Linked DNA regions of Bactrocera dorsalis: region 2 is linked to region 1. Evidence: chromatin contacts called from public Hi-C data. All regions are on one chromosome and are shown on one strand. Each heading gives the region's core, a stretch centred on a gene start, on an enhancer-like site or on the middle of the called end of the contact. The rest is flanking DNA. Distances are from core to core; before and after follow the strand shown.

Evidence for each region. Hi-C and Micro-C count contacts between places; a contact is called where the count stands out from the background.
Region 2: a contact with region 1 is called in a Hi-C map of whole body, with 2.5 times the contacts expected there. The contact joins the promoter of LOC105222405 here to the enhancer-like site in region 1. A contact is called at or near these places in 2 of 2 Hi-C or Micro-C datasets (both in whole body).

The regions. Positions count from the first base shown.
Region 1 is chr4:40,974,186-40,976,885 of ASM2337382v1, forward strand. No RefSeq gene overlaps it. Among protein-coding and RNA genes, the nearest start is that of LOC105233600, 5.4 kb to the left of the region's middle. Within about 2 kb of position 1,391, the one cell type or tissue checked has open chromatin away from gene starts, as enhancers often do.
Region 2 is chr4:41,012,167-41,014,866 of ASM2337382v1, forward strand. LOC105222405 (monocarboxylate transporter 9) reads right to left here and starts at 1,401. Exons shown (of 6, transcript XM_011199726.4): 1 at 1,062-1,401.

The DNA of each region.
Region 1 (2,700 bases), core at 141-2,640:
TTAAAAGGACTCGTGTTTCGACAAATCAGCAGCTTCTTAAAGAAAAAATTAGGGGTGCGAAATTTCAAATCGATATCTTCAAAACTGAGGGACTGCTTCGCGTTTATGTGTGTACAAACAGAGAGACGAACATGGCTAAATTGGCTCAGCTTGGTCCTATCCTGTACTGGTCTTTTTCTCGCTGTTATAAACTTCATAGCAAACCTTAAACCCCGTTCGGGATGTAAAAATTAGCAACAAAATAGTTAGTTTTTATATTTGAAAGTGGAAATAGAATGAAACGGTACGAAACTTACTTACTTGTGTGAATGACAAAATTCTATTTTATTTAAAAATTATTAAAAAAAGTGTCAACTTTCATCGTTCATAAAAAATTTATGTCAGCACAAATAATAAATGAGTATCCTCTGAAAATTTAGTTGGAAATGAATTCTATCTTCCCACATATCAAAATAGGAACTTAAAAAAAGTGTTCCGAAATACATGAAAATATTTTTCTTGGTTACAATCTGGCAACGTCGAAAAAGCCCAATGAAAGAGAGCTTTTTGCGGTCACGTTTGTTTACACTGCTCTTTAAGAGCAAACATAGAAACAAATGCTTCAGAAATAAGTAAGAAAGCGTCAAGTTCGAGTGAGACCGACGTGTCAGAACGAAATAAGTAGAAAAATTCTGATAAGCTAGCAAAAATTTATACCAAAAATGCACGAAAGACAACAACTTTTGAAACGAAACGATTGTCTGCAGGCAGAAGAACGAAAATAATCATGCGGCTGGACAGAGGTTAGGGAAACGTATTGACCAATTTCCACAATTTTTCATTAAAGTAAATTATATCCGAGCTAAAATCTGTTGTATGCTGCTAATTCAATGCTAAGATATGGGATTTTTACTTAATATGATGAAATGCTATAAAGGAATGAAGATTTGTCGATATAGCTTTTCCATAGTTTTAAAAGACAACTGTTCCACTTTATTGTAGTCTTCAGTACCAAATTCAAGATCTTTAGCTTCCAAGTCCAACTTCGCTGGCATGAGCAGACGGACAGACGTACATACTATATGTGTATCTGTAATTAATTCCCCACGTATATCCGGAATCAAATATTTACGTCTCCCTGATTGCTTTGATATATGTACTATATAACTCCATAGCTATCCATCTCAACTTTCGTTGTTCAGACATCCATTAGGTGAACAAAGCAATTTTACTCTGGACAGCAGTTTTGTGTTGTGTTTTCCATCGCTCTCCCACTGAATAACGCACCAATATATTTTTATCTTGTATTTTTCAATGCACTTGACTTTAATCATTTGCCAATACTAACACGTTCGAAAGCACCGTTCCGCTTGTCACTCGTAATAATGCTGAGGTTCCAGCTTGCAATTTGCGACTATGCGGCCGAAAGGCGAGAACATTGCATTTATGCGGTCGCAATCACATTGTTTACTGACACAAGAACATATGAGTGATGACGTAGTTTAGCAAAGCTCCCGGACAGAGTTGCCATGTGAGTGTTTTAACGAAACAATTTCACACTATTAATGTATATTTTTGTTTTTGTAGAGACTTTTTCTATTCAACTTAGACATACAATGGCCATTGTTTCGGGGAGGATAAGCTGTCAAGTGCTCAGAGGCGATTATAAGCATTCGCGAGAGATAAGAGACTTTTTGAATATACAACTACTACCATTTAATTATAATAATTGGTAAAAGTATTTTATAACCGATAACCAAACAGAACATCATGATGACTCATACATACCCAATTGTTGACTGCTGATCGATGATTGTAATGATGAAATTTTAGTGTATTGTTAGGAAAGCCTGAAGAGATGGTAATAAGATTTGAAGTTCTTATGAGTGGGAAGGTTAGTGCAATGTTATATGTATTTAAAATTCTAAGAACTGATTTTTTGATGTTACGATAGGTAAAGATGGAAAGTGGAAAGCGAAAGAAGATAGTTTAAGCAAATTAGAATGGATTTTACTAAAAACAAAATAACCTATTTTTTCGAATATGTTCACAAATATGGTTTCACTTGGTTTAAGATAGTATTAGAAGGTTAAGTCTTCCCCCTACAAAATATCGGCTGAAGGAGATATAATTTTTTTTTGCTTTCTCGATAGCCTATATTTCCGAAAATATCCTGTAAAATCGACAAGGTCGTATCTTGAATAGTTTTTGAATGGCAGCGTTCTAAAGAGCGACCGCTCGCAGGTACAAACATATTTAAGGGAATCTTTAAACGCGTTTTTCTCGAAACGACATTTGTCGAAATTGCTGACATCATATCTCAGCGAGAAATTGACCGATCGACTTAAAATTAAAACTGAGTAATGTTGGTAAAATTTACTATACAATGACCTACGATCTTTTTGCTGGGTTAAAAATTGTAAATTTGGTATTAAAAATCGAACATTTTTTTACGTAAATAAACGAAATTCAAAAATAGTAGGTCATTGTATAGGAAATATCTTTAAGTTTAATAAACTTTTTGAATTTTTTTGTTTTATTCGGCCGTAATCATGTCAGCAGTGGGGGTACTTTTTTTGGCACTTCCGAAGGCTGCAAATAACTCCGTTATTTTTCAATATTTTTGTAAAAAAAAAAGAAAGCTGAAACTATAACTTATTACGTTAAAAGAAGTTCGAAACATTTAATCAAGTACTTTCTTCAAAAAAAAAAAAAACGAAG
Region 2 (2,700 bases), core at 151-2,650, 38 kb after region 1:
AAAAATGGAGATTCGCACTTTAGATATTCGTATTTTATAATTTTTATTAAATTTGTTTATAAAGTATTTCTGCACAAGTGCTTATCACAAAAATAAATGAAATTTGGTTAAAAAAATAGTTATTGTTGTAAAATACTTCTAGTTTTATATATTTTTATCTGGATTTGTAAATTTTCTCAATAAAATTTCCGAAAAATTGTTTCACCTCTGATAAAAAAAAAAATATTTTATGATTTGATTTACAAAAGTTAGTTCAAAAATGTAATAACAGTTACAAAAAAATGCACAAAAATAATAAACAAAATATTTTGTTTGCGAAATATATACAAAAACTTAGTTTTTTTTTTTGGTTAAACTTTTTCCCAATAACTCTGAAACTTTTGTAGTCTATAACACACTTTACGCTCGACTTTAATATTTAATTATTCACGTATGTATGTATGTAAACATTTGTGTATTTTTCCACAGCTAACAACCAAAAACCAAAAACAAGCACCGGACTTATATTGTACATAAATGTATGTATGTATGTAACTTGTATTAAATTATTTACTTATTATGTATTCGCAAATATTAACAGTCAAGAATCGCACTCAAATAAATTAGCAACACGCGCGATATATTTTTCTCGCCAAACGCGATCAACGCCACACAGCGATCGAAAAGCAACTGAATTCTCCAATAAAATTTTTAATTAAATCGCAAATATACCATATAAATTTAGTTAATCGGTAAACGATATGGTGAGAGTAATAATATACTTGAGTAGTATTAAATTTTCATTGTGTTTGTGGGCGTATACATTTTTACACACATATGTACATAAGCATATCTGCATTCGAGACGTACTTTGAACGCCGTGACACACGCGCGCAAACTCACTAATTGTTTGCAAAATTTTGGTATAAAATCACTATGCGTTTATTTTGGTTGGCGAGTATGCAAATTTGCTCACTGTTTGCAAGAAGATCGCCAAAAAATTCAGTGGTCAGTGGGAATCACTCTATTATATTAACCGTTCACTAGTAATAACTTTGATCTGTTACGCACTAACACTTCACCTTTCTTCACTACACTTGTTCAATGGCTCCAGCTCCAGCACCAGCCCTAGCACCAGTTGTATCACTATTATTATCAGCGACTTTACTTTTTCACTCTTCCGCTGGATATTTTGCTAGCTGAGCGAAGTTGTTCACTAGACCGCGTACGCTTCCCGACTTAGCGATTGCCACGCCATACCGTCGTATTTATTTAAAACACAAGTTATATGATTGGTAGTCCCCTATCTACGTATGTATGTATGGTGAGTTGCCTGTGTCATTCAGAATTTCAGCGGACGAAGGCAGTGAGGCGATACTACTTACAGCATACAAACACTCAAAGCTGTTGGGAGCAGATAGGAGACTAACTACAAATGTGTGTACCAATCTACTCAACTCCTATCTGCATCTGATCTATAGTACCATATTAGCGCGTAGTTAACAAGTGATTTTTTGACTCCAATTTCTCACAGTATAATATGCGCTCAATCGCTGAACACGCTCTCCTCAAAACGCTCGCTCCCTCTCACGCTTTTTCGCTCTACTCACGCGCTCTGTCTCCTTCTCCTGCCAATTTGTTGTTGAAGTGAAATATGACTTTTTCTATTAAAACACCAAGCGCTCACGTGCGAGTCCGCCAAACATACGCACACATTATATTGGCCAAGTTATGTAGCAAGCAGGTCAACCATCTGGAGGATTACTATTTGGCGACTGGTTGTGTACGATCAATTGATTTAGCAAATATCAAAGATATTTTAGCGCCAGCGGCCGAGAGTTGGCCGGCCGGTCAACCAGCAAGCCATTGCTCCGGAAAAGTTGTTTGAAACAAGTTTGGAATGCTCAGCACTAACACATACACAGGCGTGCCGGTACGTAGGCGCCGTGGCAAATTGATAACAAGCTACCTTTGCCAGCCGCTTAAGATTGCGTGGATTTTGTATTTTGGGTTTTTCTGACGTTCCATCGTTCGGTGAACGCGTTGACTCATCGCACAGCTGATGCTGACTACATTGTATATGTATGTGTGTGTGCGTTTGAGTGGAAGTAGGCGTAGAGCGTATGCCAAGCAGTTGGAGCGCAACACTGACACGCCCACGGCTATGGCATATCCTTTCGTGTGGTCTCTTGATTATTAGATTTCCATTTGGGAAAATTACGGTGCGGTCAATGCAAAGTTAGCGGATTGTTTGATGTTTATGGGCTAGTTTTCCTTTTGAAAGATTTATCGCTGTCACGCATACTCGGCAGTAAATCACTACAGTTGTTGATATTACAACAAAAACAATAAAACGATTGATAAAATAAAAGCCGATGAGGTGAACTTTTTATTGAAAATAATTGAGATTAAAGGATCAATCAGGTGCTTAGTTGAACGACATGAGAGAGAAATATTATACAATTTTTGATAAAACTGAGGACAGAATACTACAAGAATAGACCAATAATGATAGAAATAGAGATTACGATCCATATGGAGCGGGCTCGCCAACATCATCTAGAGCGATCGATTATGAAATTCATTAAACTTTGATTGTCGCAATATCGAATATCGCATCAAACTTCCATTACATTATAAATTTTCAAGCCAACTGTGATTTCCCAAATAATATTGGGTAGTATTTTCGTATTTTGTCAATAGACCAATCACATGTCTGAA